Linked DNA regions of Mus musculus: regions 1, 3, 4 and 5 are each linked to region 2. The links are chromatin contacts, called in public Hi-C and HiChIP or PLAC-seq maps. All regions are on one chromosome and are shown on one strand. The core of a region is the stretch at or near the end of the contact, and the rest is flanking DNA. Distances in the headings are between cores, read along the strand shown. Region 1 has its middle 6.6 kb from the start of Gm13923. Region 2 holds the start of Bdnf (brain derived neurotrophic factor). Region 3 has its middle 39 kb from the start of Gm39905. Region 4 has its middle 130 kb from the start of Gm39905. Region 5 has its middle 96 kb from the start of Gm39905.

Region 1 (3,695 bases), core at 71-2,570, 680 kb after region 2:
AGGGCCAGAAGAGAAGTGTTTGGCCACACATGGATGAGAAGACATGCTTCCTTTTCATTCTTGCCCTGACAGATGTGGAAGATATGATTTATTACATGAGGCTGAGACATTTTGTGTGGCTGTAATTACCTAAGGCATCTCAAACAGCTTCATGCCCCTTCTCTTCTCTGGTGAGCTGCAACTTATGGCACTTCTGCCCCAATTGGAGAGAGCAGAAAACATGTGTTTATAGTTACTATAGAGGCAGTGCAGGCCTATGTAGTCTCATAAGCTTGCCTGGGATGGGGGCATGAGAGGCCATGCAGAGCATGAAAGGAAACCACTGTAAAATGAAAACCAGTCATCATTCCCATGTGATCATCTTTATTGGCAGACTTGCCCTCTGGGGCCACCTTCTGGAGTACAGACCTTAGCAGAAGATGGAGGACAGAGGAGCTGCCAGAAAATTAACTCTACTTGAGTCTATTTTATGTAGCAGGAAAGCCAACAGTTTGCTTCATTTGCACAGTCTGTCTCTGTATATCACCATCTCTTTGCCCATCCTTCTACCCCCTCCCCCTTTCTTTCTATGTAGAAGCCAGAATAATCCTTCGAGTCTGCACACATGGTCATATTACTCATGTTTTTAAGTCCTTTCCTGTGTGTGTCCTTGTGGGCTCTAAATAATCATAAACAGATGCCTTCCCATTTCTCCAGTGACATGTCCTGTATCTCCTTCCTAGCTTCCATACATTCTTTACACTTTTGTCACAAAAGCCAGAGAAATGTCATATGTATACATTTTGCTTCTATGGCTTTGAGTAAATTAAACTTTTCCTTTTCCCTAGGCTGATTTTTGAAGGGCTTCAATCCTAAGTCTCTTCCCCCAGGAAGCATCAACCTTTAGGGACTATTTATCCCCTTGTTAAGGACTCCTCACTATTATCCTTCCTACACCCTGATCAATGTTTCATGGATCTATGGTCTAGTTCCCCTGGGATCATGATACTCTTCTGATGGAGACCACCTGTTGATACTACTTTTATCTGGAAAATGGGTGTCTGTGACCTGTTTCACCTCACTGCTAAGATTGTAATCTACCACGTTCAGATAGCTCCTCTGAGCTAGGTTCAAAACAGAGGACTCTGTTTTCTTGGTCAGGCTTCCTCTTCTCTGCCTGATATGGGGATCCTGACCCCCAAACTTCTCCCTGAGAAATGTCACATAGTCGTTGGCAAACCTACAAGTTGAACTTCCTCTTTCCCAATAAGAGCCTGGTCAGCAAGTACCAGGGATATTTGGAATGTCTATCCACACAAATGAGCCATTCACAGTACTTTAAGCTCCAGCCAATAATTTCATTCACTCTGAAAACTCCTTCCTATTCTGTAGGGTCATGTATAGCCCTTGTCTACCATGAATAAACACCAGCTGTTTTCCTTCATCTCCCAGCAGCTTCATTCTTCCAGCCTGGTGTGCAGTGCTGCCTGGACACCCTGAGGGAGAAATCACACACCCAGAATCACAGTTGGTTCCTAATGAAAGCATATACATGAAACCACAGTGATCTACTTGCTTAACAATTAAAGTGTTTTGTGGCACTTTATGTTGGCACAATGTTCCACCTCTCCCCTTACTCATTATTAAAGCCTTGCTAGCCTTTATGGAGTATGTGTTGTTCCACTTCCTGCTGCTTGACCTATCAATGAACCACTCAAGGTGGCACTTTCTTCTCAATGTCATCTTACCTTTATTACAAACCCTCTTTAGCTCATCCTGACTTTTCAGGAACTACTGTGTCTTAGAGAAGACAATGCTGTCTTATCAGTTTAATTGGGTGTATGCGTGTGTACCTCTGTGTGGGCATGGGCATGTGAGTGAAGGTGCCTGTGCAGGACAGAAGTTTTGGACCTCACCGATAGAGAAGGAGTTACAAGCAATTGTGTGCTGCCTGATGTGGGTGCTGAGACTCAAACTCAAGTTCGCTGAAAGAACAGAGTGCACATTCTCAATCACTGAACCAACTCTCCAGCCTTTAAAGGATCAATTCAAAGACCGAAAGACTGAAAGAGGTGACTTAGAACATTGATAGTTCTCACAAGACTGAAAAGTAAACAAAAGAGAATACTCATGTACAGTGACAGTCTATGGCAGAATTAGACAAGAAGTTTGGTGAGCAGTAAGTAAGCTGAGTCTCCAAAGGTTATTGCTCATAGGTTCTTGACTGTTTCCTAGTCCCTTTTAGAATGGAGTAGGACCCCAATAAAGATCAGAGTCTATAAATGTAGGTGCAGTAAGGACTCCATCTCTCCACTTCGAAAATCTCCCCGTGACATGCTGCCTTCCCAATGGAGAATACTGTTACGCCATCCAACGAACTATGGTAGGAATAATCACATAATTAGGTAAGCAGAATACATGTTTTGGATATTGGGTAAGGATCAAAATAAAAACACTGATTTGGTGAAGAAAAAATGGTTACTGCTATTTTGTTACTCTCCTGTATTACTGCATGATGTGATGGTTTGATAAAATTTGGCACAATTAAGTAAAAATACCAATAGCTACTTTGATAAGAATTTACCTGATCTGGTCGGTCGGTCAATATGAGTGCAATGGCCTTTCAGCTGTATTATAATTTTGTCACCTTGAAAATGTGTTGGAGGGAAATAAAGCCTCCTTTTCACCACAGAAGGAGAGGACCACAATTTTCAGTCAGTGACCTGGACTCTCGGTCTGATACGGGGAAATGGAAAGGATTTTAGTGTTAGATTATTCTGGCCTATCTAAATCTCTTACAGCAGGGTAATTATTTCCTCACATAACTTTGTACACTGCAAGGGATAGTATTAATCTCAGAGCATTGCTATATGGAGAAAATTATGAAATCTGAGTGGAGAATCTGGCAAAAATAAGGAAGGGCAACAACATCAGTGAATTTTAGATATTCTTACAAGTTTTGGTCACTGAAGGTGGAAGGTTGTTTAATCCAAGAGTGTGCTTCCCAGCACACCTACGTTTGAGCACAGCTGGCAAACATTCATTCTCAGAAGCATCCTTCCAAAGCATTCCCTTATTTATGACATCCTTCTCCTGATTTTTGTCTTATGAACCTAGATATATATATATATATATATCTTACACGCGTTCGCGCGACCGGCCAGGAAAGACGCAACAAACCGGAATCTTCTGCGGCAAAAGCTTTATTGCTTACATCTTCAGGAGCCCGAGAGCAAGAGAGAGAATGGCCAAACCCCGTCCCTTTTAAGGAGAATTATCCTCCGCCTAGGACGTGTCACTCCCTGATTGGCTGCAGCCCATCGGCCGAGTTGTCATCACGGGGAAGGCAGAGCACATGGAGTGGAGAACTACCCTTGGCACATGCGCAAATTATTTGTTTACCATTTAGAACACAGGATGTCAGCGCCATCTTGTAACAGCGAATGTGAGGGCGGCTCCCCACATATATATATAAATTCTCACCTAAATAAGCAACCAACTTGCCTATATATGGAAATTAATTTCCATATAATTTCCTCCACACATTTCATCTTGCTGATTTATTCTTGAACAACCTAGAGGGATTATTATTATCTTACTAGCATAACAAAAATCTAACATTTTCTTACCTTCTGCTATCATTTGCTCTATCATGGATTCTATATTTTAATTCAATTTTTTATTTTTATATTTATTTATTAATTTATAGATGTTTA
Region 2 (3,741 bases), core at 1,025-3,524:
ACCTTATGAAAAATCAGTGAACTGCAGTAATTATTTTTAAAGCTCCCTAATGTTATTTCATCCTCTGCGCCTGACTAAGCCTATTGTGTGTAACAGCTTGAACCGCTCTTGTTCTAACCTCAGATACCTCCGACCTGAAAATAGTGTCTCAAACTTACAGGGGCCCGGATGCTTAGAGGAATCAAACCCGTAAATAAAATAAATAAATAAATAATGCAACAAGACAAAACAAAAATCAATCGAAGGATCAAAATGGCTTTTGACCTTATAACTAATGTATAAAAGAATCGATTTTTGGAGAAGAATTAAAAGAGGGGTATATTTTTCAGTAAGTTGATCCAATTGTTGGGAAGGGGGAGTCATTTAGCCTTTCATATACAATTAGATAACAATTACTGTTCCTAATTATACATCGCTTTCTTTTTAAAAAAAGGATAAGTTCTAGAAGGATTAATAAACAGGCAGAAACATACTTCCAGACAAGAACATCCTGTATTCTTGTGAGAGGGGCTAAAAGGCTGTTGTTGACGCTGAGAAGACGGATATTTTAGGATGCCGGGAAGACCCTCAAGTAAGATCAAGAAAATCCTAGCACTTAGTCAATGGTATCTCAAAGCACCCCGGCAACTCAAGGAAAGAAATGCAACAAGCCAAAATTCCGAACCGAGCCGCACATCTTCAGGAAGCTGTTTCAAAACGCCACTCAACAAGTTTCTACTCGCAACCCCCATAACGACCAGCAAAACTGCCCCTAAAACACTTCCCCGCCCCCATTCGACGAGCCCCAGCAGCTACTCTTGCCAGTGTGGCCAGAAGAGGGCACCCTCTACCTTCCTAGCTCAGCTCTCCTGGCCCTCCCCTCCCTCCTCCTTGGATCCTCCCTCTCTCCCTCCGGCTCCCCCCATCCCCAAGTCCCCATCCCCAGTTTCCTAGCCCAGGCTCCACCCCCAACTCACGAATTGTTTTCACTAAAACACCAGTTCAAACTCAAACTCACAGCCTGTGGCTCACCGCCCTCAGCAGCCCCGGGGGGAACAACACCACCCCCCCCCCACCCCCGGCAGCAATTTCCCCTTCTTCCTTGTCATCAAGCACAAAGCCCCCATCTTCAGCTATTTCTTTCTACGCTTAGGTCGCTTATCCATTGCTCTTCCTGTTTCAGCATCCCTGGAAATCAAAACTAGCCTCTTCATCCTCCATAAACACCCAACCTACTCCCGGATGAAAGTCAAAACTTTCACTTCCTCAGGAGGATGCCCAAAGGGAGGTGCGCAGGATGGACAGAGGGTCGGATACAGGCTGTCCTGGAGTTCCGCAGACCCTTTCAGGCCCCAGCGATAAGAAGGGTCCCAAGTTTTCCTAGTTAAACGTTGACCTTGGACCTGTAAGTAAGCTTTGGTAGTACTCCCTAGAGAGCAGGTGACAGTGAACAGCCTGTTGTGATACCCAGGAAAAGAGATGAGGACAGAAGGCGCCAAGACCCATTCTCGGACTACACACCACCCCGGTCCAAATTTGCGTGGAGAGTGCCTAAGCCGGTGGTAAGGGCTCTCATCCCAGCCCTGTCCCGGTGCCATCCGTCTGAGCCCCCAACAGCTGTCGCTCTATATCTCTCTCACCACCCTTCCTCGTCTGCGGGAGGACTTCGGGGATCCCCGGGACGCAGGCTTAGCTCCCATGGCGCAAGTCGTCCTCTTCCCTTGGCTTTTTCTCTCACACTGAAGGGATTCCTGGGGTCGCACTGTCCCTCAGAGTCGTGGGATCCCGGGAGAACGCTCCCCAGGAGCAAGCCCGCCCCTCCGCTGTCCCGGGACGAAGGTGAAGCCGGAGTTCTGCAGTCCCACAACTTCTCAGTCCCCTAGCCAACTTTCCCGGGCGCACGCGCCTCTGGCTCTCGCACTTAGCCCCACGCCCCGCAGTCGCCTACCTCAGGGTCCACACAAAGCTCTCGGATCCCCGGCAGTGGAGTCACATTGTTGTCACGCTTCTGGTCCCTGCGCCCTGCCCTGGGCCCCGTGCGCTTTCTCGTCTGCCCCAAGGCAGTGGTGGCAGTTGAAGGAACCGGGTCTCATCAAAGCCTCCCAGGCGGAGGTGGCGCGCCGCCCCAGGCGGTTTCCTTCTCCAAGCCCGGGAGTCCCGGGCGCACTGGGAACCGTGCGACAGCCAGCCAGCGGGTGCGCCCCGGCACGGCAGCAGCGACGGGCACCCAGAGCTCAGCCAGAGCCAGGCACTGGGGTCAGACATTATTTAGCTCTTCGGTTGAGCTTCGATTGGTCAGACAGCGCCGCCCCTATCCCCTCCCTGCTCCGCCGCGCCACCGATACCCATTGGGGTGGCTGCTTAAAGGGGACGACGCGCCTTTTCCTTGCGGGGGCTCAGCCCTCGGAAGCCCTCGGAAGCCCTCGGAAGCCCTCGGGGTATCCCTGATCGCCTTGCACTGGCTTCTCTCCATTTCCCCGGAGCTCGCTGCTTAAACCCAAAGCTCTGTGCCTGCCCTCTGCGGTCTCCGCAGGGTGCCCTTTGCTAGGAGGGGTGGTCGAATCCCGGTTCCTAGGCACCCTACTCCCCGCAATGTGCTCTAGAGTAGGAGGAAGCGAGTGTGAGTCTCACACGTTCAAATCTTTCTCCCCTGGTTTGCAACTCTCCCCATCTTTTCCATCCCAGCACCCAAGTTCTGTGGGAGAGGGCGTGCATCCACCCCCACCCCCAGGCCCCGGCCCCAGACACACCTTCCCGCACCTTCCCGCACCACAAAGCTAGAAAAAGCGAACACACAATGAAACTACACAGAGTGTGCGGGGTTATGGTTTACTCCGCTACCTTAAACACATCGGCTTAACCAGAGTTTGCGCCCTGACCTCTCCGGAGTGTGCCTAATAGAATTCAATCAAGATAATAACAGTATTTTTTATTAATGAATAACCCCGGATAGCATTACACCAAGTTACTGCTTCTAGCCGGGAAGCCTAGGCAATAACAGACCTCACTAAAGCCATATGCTTCCCAGCAGACCAAACGGGGGCGGGGGGGGGGGTGAGGAAAGAGAAAGAAAAGAAACCCACCTTTTTCAGTCACTACTTGTCAAAGTAAACATCAAGGCAGCTGCTCTGGGGAAGACCGGTCCCCAAGGTTCTAGACTCTTACTATATATTTCCCCTTCTCTTCAGTTAAAAGGGGGAGGGGGCGAGTCTTTGGTGGCCGATATGTACTCCTGTTCTGCAGCAAAGAAGTTAAATTATTGATAGTGGAAATTGCATGGCGGAGGTAATACTCGCACGCCTTCAGCGAGAAGCTCCATTTGATCTAGGCAGAGGCTGGGAGATTTCATGCTAGCTCGCCGGGGGTGGGTGGGGGGAGCGGCAGCGAGAGCAGTCCTCTCCTCGGTGAATGGGAAAGTGGGTGGGAGTCCACGAGAGGGCTCCACGCTGCCTTGACGTGAGCTGTCATATGATACCTCCTCTGCCTCGAAATAGACACTCTAGTGCACGAATTACCAGAATCAGAATTCCGCGCATTTAAAATGATACATCTTTTATTAGAAGAATTCCGTTCCAGGGCATTGCATGCTTTGTAGATGTTTTCACTTCCAGTCCTAGCAAATTCACGCACACAGAAGCCAAGCCTGTCATTATCTAGGCAGCAACAACACATCAATATATATATGTATATATACTTAACCAGGATTTAGGGTGAGGGGTGGGTAGCTCACTAAGCCCCCTTCCTCTAGAGCAGAGAGTGGTC
Region 3 (3,987 bases), core at 1,236-3,735, 770 kb after region 2:
TTTCATGGATTTCCCTAGACCTGCCGCTCCTGCTTTTTTCTTTTCCTGCACTTTGCTTGTAAGCAGACTCTGATCCTCTGGAGTTTTGGATTAACATTTGTATCTGTCAAGCCTCAAATGCCAAGCCTCTCACTAAAGGCTATTGGTATGAGTAAGCTTGCTATGTGGCAGGGGTACATCCCCTCCTCCAGCATGGACTTCAGTAACCACGGACTTCTGGTCATTCTCAATATGGCTCTGCAAGCGACCACTACCAATTGTGTGAGTGAGTTAGGAGACAAAATCTACTTCACATTGCTGCACTAATCCTCTTGGCATTTTTTTTTCTCTTTTAAACAATTGTTAATATAAATTCTCCTTTGAGTCCTTTAGAGCCCAGGACCAGAACACGGATCACTTGGTGGGATCCCTAGTCTCTTACCATATTGTGGGGATCTTTGATAAATTGAACCTTGGATTCTAACCCCAAAGCTTCTAGATTACAGATCTTGGCTACTAAACCTACCTCACAAAAGTGTGATTTATTACATGAAATTGTTGACTGCTGAAGAGTACTTTCTTTCATTCCCAAATCCACACAGCTCGCATTTGTTAATGAATAGACATGTGAATTACATCATGTGTTGAGGCAATAAGAGACACAAATGAACAAGATATAGTTTGTCTGTCAAGTAAAACAAAAAAACAAAACAAAACAAAACAAAACAAAACAAAACAAAACAAAATCTATTAGGCAGGGTCCAGAAATTACCACAGCATTTAGCAAACCAATAGTGCCTTGGAGTCAGAATGGAAATTTTTACTAGTCCAAAAAAAAAAAAAAAAAATGACCAAAAGTAGGAATGTTGGTCACAGGTGACAGAGCTACCAAGGTACACACTAAATCTGCTAGTTACCTGGTGTGTGATCTTTGACATGCTAATGTTCCTTTCTGAACATCTGGTTGTTCAGTGGGAAATCCACTAATTATTGCCATGAGAATTAGATAAAGATAAGAAAATGAAGAGAAGCCCCAAGTCTACCTGTTAGTTACATGGTAACATAAGTGTATGTGTCATAAGAAGAGAGAAAAGTGACCTTTGAGATTAATGCCTCCATAGTTCTGCCCAGTTCATGCCCCTGGTAAGACCAATATAAGATCTGTCAGGTATGTGAATAAGTGGGGTCCTAATGAGAAGTTGTATTTTTCCTCTCCTTCATGTACCTAAGTCCTACCCTGCCACTCAGATTCAGTAAGAGGCTCCTTAGGATCAAATATATAATAGCTGTTCAATAAACATCAAATGTTCAATTCAACAACATAAACAAAGAAAAGACAAGAAGCTGTGCCCTGGCTTTACCTTGCCAGACAGCATCTTTTTTCTCATCTCCTATTACTTCTGTGATCTCCCTCAGAAACATCAGCATTGAAGGAGCTGAAGAAGATAAAGACTGAAAGGAGAAAAGCAGGGCTTAGAAGAAAGGCTGATTTTTTTTTTTTTTTTTTTTTTTGGAGCCATAGTTAATCTCTGCAGCAGCTGCAATGTCATGGCTGAGAACCCTGTTTTAAATGAGCCTGCAGAGTCTGGTCCACATGCTTTCTCACATGGTCCTGCTCAGTAGGGTGGTTTTAGACATCCACTCTACTTAAACACCAAGAAGCAAGTCAGCAAACCCTCACACATTCTCAACTATTATGGAAACGAAGTGCTTGCTGCAGCCTCAGACCCTTAGTCTTCTCCACGTTAATGTCTCTCCCTAAATCCATTTTCTTCATAACACTCCAAGACTGGGTGACCTATTGTTGGCTTCACATATCTTGCAAGGACAGTATAAAGATCCGATGCCATGGAAACAAGTCTGGGGACTGAATTCAGTATATCTCAGTTCTGGCAATCCGCCAATTAGATTCACTTAGAAGTCATTACATCCCTTAGGATTTTGATTTAATTTCTTTAGGCCAAGACCCAGGACTGGGTCATGACAACGATTCCTCAGTAGATTCTTCATGTGCAGTTGGGGGTCTAGTATCATTAATTTGATTGATCTCATTCTTAGAAGAAAAAGCCCAGGCATAATTTGCCCGTTGGTCTTGCAGGTTAAAAATGTTGAAGAAAATTAAAGTAGAAAAAATAATCATTCCTTATTTTTTGCAGACATATAATTAAAATTTTAAAATAGCAAAGCCAAAAGGTGACATTCATGTCCAAGATGAACCTAAATACGTAGTTTTTATTTTTATCAAAAGATTTGACTTATTTGTGGCATCATGTCAAGATAGAGAAGCTTGGAGGTTTTGAAACTGGTCCTAGGATTAGAAATTTGAAAGGATTTGTGGAGAATTACGAAACAAAAACACTGTCTAAATTTAGCAAAAGTAATTTCCCAATGAGTTATTGCTCAATATTATCTTTACATATTAAATCTTAGCCTCCCTAAAAGAGAAATAGAAGGGCTTTATGGATTTTTTCTAATATATAGGACAGTCTCTGAATATACACACAGGCAGAACAACTCAGACTGGCCTTAAAAGGAGAAGCAGGTCATCTGGTTTTTATCAGCAAGGGAAGTAAGGACTGGAGAAAGGAAGATGTTAGCAAGGCAAAGCAAAGCTCGACTTTTTCTCTCTGCATTATTTTTTTCTGTTGTTGATTTAAGCATTTGATGTTTATTGAACAACTACTTTGTACTTGGTTCTTAGGAGTAAGATTTAGCTAGCCATGTGAATGAAAAGAGAAAATCCTGATAATACCTAAGGCCATCTGTCATTCATCTATCCTACAGATCTCATATTAGTCCTATCAAATACATGTCTGGGCAGAGAACATGGAAAGGCTAAGTTATCTGCACTGTTGACCTTTTTCTTAAAGAGGGACTTGTTTTGAGCATAGAGGAGTACAGCCTGGATATCTATTTCTGTGTACAGAAGTGAAGCAACTCTAACCATGAAAAATTAATATATTTAAAAAAAATTAAGTCCTTGAGTATATCACTTTTTCCCCAAATCAGACCTTGTCTGAGGACCGCCTCAGAGAAGACCTCAGAAATGAAGGACAGTTCAGCTGTAATTTCATATACATATCCAATATGTTTTAAAGTATAAGTATTTTTCATTTTGACTCAAAACATGTATGCATAAACAAAACAAAACGGAACAACCCCTTATTTGTAATTGTCTTGAAATTTAAATATAACTAGATACATTCTTTCTCTCTCTTGGTAATTTTTAAAATTCTTTAAAAAAAAATCAAGAACTTTCTTCTTCTTACAATCTGCCAGAGTTTCTTTTTTTCTGTGCTCATAGGGCTTAGCACCCTGTACTGTGACTAACCAGTAATATTCTTGCCCTTTTGCTCCACAAGGTACAAGGCTCAAGGAGTCTGGCACAAATAGGCTGTCGGAAAAGTTGATTGAGTGGATGACAAATATAAGAAATATATTGAGCACAAACTGTGACTGATTCACAACTAGCTTTCTTTCCTGCATCAAGGGAAGCAATCCCATGTGCAGCTGACACTAGTCTTATATGAAAATATTTTTGGGGCTGGCCAAAGCTTTGTTCATGAGAACTTCCCTCTCCATTCTGGTCTTATAGGCGCACAATGAAGCAGCTTCTGTTACCTTCCTACCCTCTGGTGGGTCTGGGCTGGGTTATTAGGCTGGCAGAGTTGAGAGGCACACATTGTAGCAGGTGTCTCTCTCTGCTGTTGAGACATCCAAAGGCACTGTCTGCCTGCTGTACCTCAAAGCTGAAAGCCATTGAAATAGACCCTGTAGGGGGTAGTGAGGGCATAGGTTTTCTGTGACTTTGTGTTCTTGCTGTGTGTAAATGTCAGAAACTGATAAATTTTAGAAAAAGGAACTGGAGACAAAAAGAAAATTTAACCTTGAATGCTGACTTATTCCCATTGTCGTGAGCAATGCATGATTCACCTACACATTGACACGTCCTGGAAAGCCTGTGTCATGTCTCCATTTGTGATTTTCAGAAACCAATTCTAGTCTTTC
Region 4 (3,883 bases), core at 9-2,508, 940 kb after region 2:
ACTGGCAGCATAACTTGGCAGCATTGCCCACATGACTCTACGTTTGCAGATATTAAAGATGCACAATTTGGGGATTCGTCAAATTTTTAGCCATGTTTTCAGAAAGCTGCTGTGGCCAGATGATAAGCAGCAGGATTGTTGTCCCTGAAAATAGGCTCTAAGAGACTGGAGCTCTGAGTCCGAAGCAATGAAGCACTTCAATTATAGCAGAAACTCCAGGGTTTGGAGGCAAAACCTACATAGCATACACCAGGAGAAGGAGGTAGCATGTGGAGTGTACACAGTTCAACAGAGAGGATATATGCTTGCAGGTAGCAGACCTGGACTAGTTGGACTAGCTAAACTCATTGGAACTCAGAAGGCTCCCTCCTAAGCTTTAGATATCAGGAACAACTATACAATTAGGTATTTCCCCTGTTTTAATCTTGCTTTGGTCTGAATATTCCTTCCTACATCCTCATTTTTTCCATTTATGGAAAAGAGGATGTGTGTGTGTGTGTGTGTGTGTGTGTGTGTGTGTTTGTGTGTCCCAACTAGAGTTTCCCTTCTCTCTACTTTTCCAAGGACCTCCTACCTCTCCTCCACTCCAGATCTACTCCCTTTCTGTCTCTAAGAGCAGGTACAAGAATCAGAGACCCACTAGTTCACACATTCAGTACTTCCATTAAAAATACAAAGATAAATGCTATAATATATACACAGAGGACCTGGTACAGACCCATGTGGGCCCTGTGTTTGCTGCTTCAGTCTCTGTGAGTTCATATGAGCTTTACTTAGTTGATTCACGGGCCTTGTTCTTCTGATGTTCTCCATCCACTCTTGCTCTTAAGCTTTTCCTGTCTCCTCTGCAGTGGGCTTCCCTGAGCTCTGAGGGGAAGGATTTGATGGAGACATTCCATTTAGACTCACTTACCACACAATGTCTGGCTGCAGGTCACTGCATCTATTCCAATTATCTGTTGGAGGATGCTACGAAGATGATTACTAACTAAGACATTGATCTGTGAGTATTGAGGAATATCATTAAGAATCATTTTATTGATACTTTTCTTTAGACCAGTAGTATTTGTTTTCTCTGAGCTATCTAGTCTCTGGTTCTTTGCCATGCAATGTCAGGTGATAGTTTCCATGTCATGGAGTGGGTCAAAAGTCAAATCAGAGATTCCTAGATTATATTCACAAGTATTTCCCTAGCATAACTGGCAGGCAGGACAGATTGTAGATCAAAGGTTTTGTGACTGAGTTTGTGTTAACATTTCTCCTTTCATAACCTGTAGAGGATCTTCCTATGCCAAAGACACTAGAGCATAGTGGTAAAGACTCTATGTAGATGTTCAGTGAGTTATGTGGGTGTTGTCTGCAGCAATGGAGCCCTGCTGTCAGTTTACAGTGTCTTAATCACAGTCTGCATTGTTTGAGACTTTCATGGGATCCTCTTGGCCAAAAACTCAGTTGAATACAACACACAACTGCTACTGAAAGCCTCATTTGGTCACAAGAGAGGTCCTCATTCTTACCTTTTGGAATGAGAATGTTTACCCTGTTGGGATTGCATAACTAGGGTTTTCATTTAATAAGATCTCATAGTTAAGAGATTACCATGAGTCTCAGAAAGAGACTTTGACCTTCTAAATTATACTGAAACTGGTAAATATTACGGGAACTTCTGAGGTTGGGCTGAAATTATTTTGCAATGTGTTTATTTAGTCTTACAAAAAAAAAAAACCAAACAAACAAACCACATTTCCTTGTTTCTCTCTTTCTTCCTCACCTGTCTATCTGCCTAGTCCCTGGCCAGGAGTGATCACTGCATTCTTGTGAATTTTCTCTTACCAATGTGCATATTATTCATTTTGTCTCTTCCAGTGCATAATTTTGAGCACATACGTCATGCATGGGTGGTATGAAAGAGATAAGAATTTTGATTTATTTTTGGGGGAGGAATCTGACATTCTAATGAAAAATAGATGTAAATAACTAGTAAGAGTAAAAAAAATAAGTAAAGAATAAAAATGAGTGATGAATACCATAGAGACTGGCATTATAGAGTGATGGTAAAATTTTTAGTGAGGTAACACAATCACAAAAGAACAGTGATATGCATTGACTGATAAGTGGATATTAGCCCAGAAGCTCAGAACACCCAAGATACAATTTGCAAAACACACATGGAACTCAAGAAGAAGGAAGAACAAAGTCTAGATACTTTGATCCTTCTTAGAAGGGGAAACAAAATACCCATGGAAGGAGTTACAGAGAAAAAGTTCGGAGCAGAGACTGGAGGAATAACCATCCAGAGACTGCCCCATCTGGTGATCCATCCCATAAACAACCACCAAAACCAGAAACTATTGCTAATGCCAACAACAACTAGCTGACAGGAGCCTGATCAAGCTGTTTCCAGAGAGGCTCTTCCAGTGCCTGACAAATACAAAAGTGGATACTCATAGCCATCTATTGGATGAAGCACAGGGTCCCCAATGAAAGAGCTAGAGAAAGAACCCAAGGAGCTGAAGGGGTTTGCAGCCCCAGAGAAGGAACAGCAATATGAACTAATCAGTATCCCCAGAGCTCCCTGAGACTAAACCACTAATCAAAGAAAACACATGGTGGGACTCATGGCTCTAGCTTCTTATGTAGCAGAGGATGGCCTAGTTGGTCATCAATAGGAGGAAAGGGCCTTTGTCCTATGAAGCTTCTATGTCCCAGTATAGAGGAATGCCAGGGCCAGGAAGCAGGAATGGGTGGGTTGGGGAACAGGGGAAGGGGGGAGGTGATAGGGGATTTTCAGAGGGGAAACTAGGAAAGGGGACAGACAACATTTGAAATGTAAATAAAGAAAATATCTAATAAAAATGTTTTTTACCAAGAAAAAAATGTGAATATAAATTAAATTGTTTAAAATACTCTTTTTCAGCTTGATTTTTGGGATATATAATTAATCACATATCTTATCATTTCCCACTTAAAGCAGTTATATAAGGGTTCACAGTATTGTTAAATGTAGGGGAAATTCAGTGTAAATAGTTTTTATTAGATTATTGTTAAGTTTTAGTTTGATTTATCTTCTATACTGATGGAAGGGTAAACTGTTTATATTCACTCCATAGACACAAGCTCAGACAGCCCCTTGGATAGCATCTTTCTTGAATCCTCCATGTCTGGGTTGTATCTGTCTTTGTTTATCTTGAGAGCAGGCTTTTGGGGATGTGCTGTGTGTAGAATGACATGAATGTATTTTATATTAGTTTCTTTCACAGGAAAGAATTGCTTGATAATTTTTAGAAATTGGATGCTGCCATTGCAGAATATAAGTTATAGCTCACATTACACTGACAACTGGGCAATAATGCTCTACCAGCAATGTTCTAGTAGAACAATACCAAAAACATTAAGTCCTTTTTAAATGTATGAGTGAATGATCAGTGGTAGGGACTAAACGTGTGACTCTTACCATTATTAGAGAATAAGAGATTACTGAAAGGGGGACAAAGGGATGTTCTATGGCAAAGAATACTCATTTATTCAGCCACCACTTATGGAGTACTTATAGACTAGAGTGCTTCAAAGCATTGGATATAAACTGCCCACAAAGACAGACAGAATTTACTGGCCACATGTATTTACCAGACACTTGACTAAATAATCTATAATTTGTCCACTTTTGCTTGTTTTAAAAATGGATGTTGTGAACACCCCTGGGGAAGCAGTTACGAACAAAACAAAAAAATAGATTATAATGTTATTAGAGTACTGAATATGGTGTATTTGAAATCATTTCAACTAGTTCACTCCAGAAAGAGCCCTTCTATTTGTGAAGGACCTTAATCCTCCCAGATAATTTCCTCTAATGTACTACTCCAAATCATGTCCTAGAGTTTTC
Region 5 (3,629 bases), core at 232-2,731, 910 kb after region 2:
CTAATGAGGATAGGAAACATTTCATAAAGTCCTACACTTAGATGGTCAGTGGGTAATGATGGTCCATGTGCTGAGAGAGGAATTTTTTCGAAACTCCTGCATAGGGTATTCAATATCAAGTGGCAGTCAGCCCTGTATGTATGTATATATGAATAACAGCAAAGGCACTAAGCAATCTACACACAGGTGTGTGTATGTCTTTGTGTGTGTGGTGTGTGTGTGTGTGTGTGTGTGTGTGTGTGCGAGAGAGAGAGAGAGAGAGAGAGAGAGAGAGAGAGAGAGAGAGAGAGAGAGAGAGAGAGAGAGAGAGACGGGGCGGGGGGAGGCATGAATTTAAGAGGAAAGGCCATACTTTCTGTTTCTTCCAGATTTTAGTGTCTTCAAAATTCTTGGTGTAGCTTGGTTTATGGAAACAAGACTTTAAGCTCTGTCTGCACTTTTCCTTAGTCTTCTTGTGCCTTTCAATACTCAAACATCTAAGTTTCAATTTCCCTCATTGGGAAACCATTCACATGGAATTTAAGACATTCTCTAATCCCGACGTTAACAGATAAGATTTAATATCTAAATTAGGTAATAGTAATGGGTCAAGAAATTAGAACTCAGGATATCTTTTGGGGAGACATGGTTTTAACCTACAATACAATGGTCTGGTACCTGAGATTCTGCAGTCCCCTTGGCAAAAATGCCTTCCTTCCTTTCCTGAAGTAATCACTTAAGAAACCTCAGTTGAGCCTTAGACTGTCCCCCCAGAGCACTGAAAAATCACAGACTCGTGCTATGTTCTCAAACAGCCTAGTCAGTGGAATCACCTAAGGTGCTCCATCCAACAGAGACCATGAGCCCCACCTGATCTGATTCAGACTCCAGGATTCCGTGCTGCTACCAAGTTTTGTGATTGATTGGTTAGGTTCTTTCTGTACACTGAGCCTGAAGTATGGGTTGCTTTGGAAACTAGATTCAATGCGTCAGGTAGAACAGGTTGAACAGTGACTATTAGAAATCCTCAGTCATCCTTTTCCTCTTGGCGGTCATATCGCGCGTATTCAGATTTCCCACAGCGCAGGTGCCTGGGACAAATCCCAAAAGCAGTTTCTAGGCTCTCCACGTCAACGAGCAATCCAATCTGTCGCCTCTGTGTTCTAAGAGCCTAGCCTAGGGCTCAACGAGAGAGAGTCTCAATCTACGGGAAGGCTTTGCGGCACAGAGGTTAGGGAAACCTTCATCTAAAGGCTAAGCTGTGTGGGGATGAGGCCAAGTGTGCCCTGCAGGTGAGATGGCTGCAAGCCTCCTTCTGACAGCTGAGGAAGAAATGGCTGCTGCAGCAGCTTCCTTGAGATTCCTCATTAGGGTTGCCTCCACCTTGAGCACACGTGTGGGAGCAAGTGAGGGAAGTTAGCATAGGCGAGCTGCTGGCCTAATGGGCGGATGGGCCGCAGGGGAGGGAAGGCATGCTGTTGGTGACTCAGAGTCAGCAAGAGTCAGCAGGAAGTTGGATTTAAGAGGTACTGCCGGGTACTTTTCCATCCTCCCTCCTCCTTTCCTCTCTCCCCACCAAGATCCCGTGGTCCAGGATGCCAAAATGCACAGGCCAAACACAGCTTGCTTTCTAGAGCTGCACAAACCGTTCTGGCTGGTTTGAGCTGGCCAAAATAAAACCACTGAAGCATCTGTCAGAGCTCAGTGAATAATGTACAGGGCTGCTTTTGCAGGTGGTTGTTTTAACTGATGGCATGGACCACGTGTTTTCTGACCAACAACCACCTACTATTTTGCACACCTCTGACAGCACTGGGTTCCTGTCATGACAAGTAAAACAAAACAAAACAAAATAACAAAATGTATGATAAATGATCAGTTTAAAAATATATGACACATGCCATTGGAAACTTGTAGCATATTTTGGAAGCAGTATCCCATTTTATAGATGAGGAAACAAAGGCTCTTTTCCTGTACTGTTGGTAGACTGTAGAACTCTATCTTCCATGTTATTGTGTCTCTCTGGTAAGCCATGAAGTGATTGATAGCTAGGCCAGGCTCCTTCCCACCAGTCTCCCCATGAGAGACTAAATATTGCTGTGCATCCATCCCTCTGCACTCGGTCAGCTCCGATTAGTTTCTATTTGTTTGGTCTCGTGTTTTACACTCATTTACAGTGGCTTCTGCTTTCTCTTCCTAGTTTATCATATCATTAAACAAGCAGGCAAAGTAAGTCTGCAATCAAACACTTGCAATTCTATTGCTGTCCTAACCATGATAAACTGTTTCATTTTCCTATTCATTTTCTTATTCAGGTGAGGGTGATAATAATTAATCAAAAGATAGCTATGAGTGGCCTATAAACTCTGAAATGTTTCTGACATAGGTAGTGTATATGTATGTAACTCCGATGTAACTCTTTCTTGAAGGTTTTTTTCCTTAGCTAATTTCTGGTCTGTTTGACACTCAGTGAAACTTTGTGTACTTACACACTTGTTCTTTGATTGTTCCATTGCTGTCAACTTTGTATATGAACAGAATATTTAAAGTGTGTCTAGGAATTCCTCACTGCTCCTATTCAGTTATTGATATTTTTCTATACCTAATACTGGAACATCCCTAGAAGCTCAGTCACTGAGGCCCGAAGTTCACTTAATAGAAAGTCAAAACAAAGTGACTCGGAATGTAGGCCCAGCCTCTAACTAGTAAACAGTGAACCTCACAGCCTCCCTGATATAAAATGGTTCATAAGCCACTTCGTGGAGATGCTTCTTAATTACTTTACTGGGAAAACTATAAATCAGATACTGTCAGTCATGTCTACATGAGACTAATAGAAGATATGATAGGCCTTGGGATACTGGATACTTAAGCAATATACAATGGCAATCTCTCTCTCTCTCTCTCTCTCTCTCTCTCTCTCTCTCTCTCTCTCTCTGATGAACTTGACACCTGATATAAGGTGAAGTCTTTCTGTGAAGCGGAACCTCCTCAACTGAGTACATATTTTGATCACAGTGTCTCACAGGCAACTCTGTGTGGAATTTTCTTGATTAATAATTGATGTGGGAGAGCCCAAACAATTTTAGCAGTTCAACCCCTGGGCAGGGTGGGCTATTCTTAGGGTTAGGGTAAGACAAAGTCAGATTCAGGTTTAGAGTGTATATGACAGTTTGTATAAGAAGGTAGGCTGAGCAAGACACAAGGAACAAGACACAAGGAGCAAACCAGCAAGCAGTATTGCTTCATGGGCTCTGATTCATTTCCTGGCTCCAGGCTCTGTCTTGTATTTTGTTGGACTTTGGCTCCCCATTATGATAGGTAGTAAACTGTAAATTGAAATAAATCCTTTCCTCCCCAACTTGCTTTTGATCATGGTGTTCTTTCTCTCTTGCTCATAGGTGTGTGCATTTATGTGTATGTGTATATGAATGTTCATATGTGTGTATGTAAACATTTGTGTCTATATGTTTATATATGTGTGTATATGTGTTTATGTGCCTATATGTATATTTCTGTGTTTCTGTGTTAGCCTAAGTATGTGTGTATATATGTGTATTTATATGTACATATATTTATATAATGTGTGTATATGTGTATATATCTGTGAATATGTCTATGTATGTGCATATGTGTGTATATGTGTGTGT

What was found. Hi-C and Micro-C count contacts between places; a contact is called where the count stands out from the background. HiChIP or PLAC-seq counts read pairs in DNA pulled down with a chosen protein or histone mark.
Region 1: a contact with region 2 is called in an H3K4me3 HiChIP or PLAC-seq map of embryonic limb bud, with 6 times the contacts expected there. The contact joins the enhancer-like site here to the promoter of Bdnf in region 2. A contact is called at or near these places in 1 of 39 promoter capture datasets (the 3T3-L1 cell line), 2 of 15 datasets of contacts at CTCF or cohesin (the NIH/3T3 cell line and pro-B cells), 7 of 484 Hi-C or Micro-C datasets (the 3T3-L1 cell line, embryonic fibroblasts, liver and 3 more), 8 of 115 datasets of contacts at active chromatin or transcription factors (the NIH/3T3 cell line, embryonic fibroblasts, embryonic hindbrain and 4 more) and 2 of 9 other capture datasets (adipose tissue and embryonic stem cells).
Region 3: an H3K4me3 HiChIP or PLAC-seq map of stem cell-derived neural progenitor cells shows a contact between it and region 2, with 7 times the contacts expected there. The contact joins the enhancer-like site here to the promoter of Bdnf in region 2. A contact is called at or near these places in 1 of 15 datasets of contacts at CTCF or cohesin (the NIH/3T3 cell line), 2 of 484 Hi-C or Micro-C datasets (the 3T3-L1 cell line and the C2C12 cell line), 11 of 115 datasets of contacts at active chromatin or transcription factors (the NIH/3T3 cell line, bone marrow-derived dendritic cells, craniofacial prominence and 7 more) and 1 of 9 other capture datasets (embryonic stem cells).
Region 4: a Hi-C map of liver shows a contact between it and region 2, with 1.8 times the contacts expected there. The contact joins the enhancer-like site here to the promoter of Bdnf in region 2. A contact is called at or near these places in 3 of 484 Hi-C or Micro-C datasets (the AML12 cell line and liver) and 10 of 115 datasets of contacts at active chromatin or transcription factors (the NIH/3T3 cell line, craniofacial prominence, embryonic forebrain and 7 more).
Region 5: an H3K4me3 HiChIP or PLAC-seq map of neural tube shows a contact between it and region 2, with 5 times the contacts expected there. The contact joins the enhancer-like site here to the promoter of Bdnf in region 2. A contact is called at or near these places in 1 of 484 Hi-C or Micro-C datasets (3T3-L1-derived adipocytes) and 8 of 115 datasets of contacts at active chromatin or transcription factors (the NIH/3T3 cell line, craniofacial prominence, embryonic forebrain and 4 more).

Annotation. Positions count from the first base shown.
Region 1 is chr2:109,014,111-109,017,805 of GRCm38.p6, reverse strand. No RefSeq gene overlaps it. Among named protein-coding and RNA genes, the nearest start is that of Gm13923, 6.6 kb to the left of the region's middle. Within about 2 kb of position 1,320, at least 14 of the 459 cell types and tissues checked have an H3K27ac peak or open chromatin away from gene starts, as enhancers often do. A contact at or near this core is called in the NIH/3T3 cell line and embryonic limb bud, where this site is marked.
Region 2 is chr2:109,692,096-109,695,836 of GRCm38.p6, reverse strand. Bdnf (brain derived neurotrophic factor) reads right to left here and starts at 2,274. Exons shown (of 2, transcript NM_001048142.1): 1 at 1,928-2,274.
Region 3 is chr2:108,918,184-108,922,170 of GRCm38.p6, reverse strand. No RefSeq gene overlaps it. Among named protein-coding and RNA genes, the nearest start is that of Gm39905, 39 kb to the right of the region's middle. Within about 2 kb of position 2,485, at least 9 of the 459 cell types and tissues checked have an H3K27ac peak or open chromatin away from gene starts, as enhancers often do.
Region 4 is chr2:108,753,731-108,757,613 of GRCm38.p6, reverse strand. No RefSeq gene overlaps it. Among named protein-coding and RNA genes, the nearest start is that of Gm39905, 130 kb to the left of the region's middle. Within about 2 kb of position 1,258, at least 4 of the 459 cell types and tissues checked have an H3K27ac peak or open chromatin away from gene starts, as enhancers often do. A contact at or near this core is called in liver, where this site is marked.
Region 5 is chr2:108,783,258-108,786,886 of GRCm38.p6, reverse strand. No RefSeq gene overlaps it. Among named protein-coding and RNA genes, the nearest start is that of Gm39905, 96 kb to the left of the region's middle. Within about 2 kb of position 1,481, at least 32 of the 459 cell types and tissues checked have an H3K27ac peak or open chromatin away from gene starts, as enhancers often do. A contact at or near this core is called in the NIH/3T3 cell line and neural tube, where this site is marked.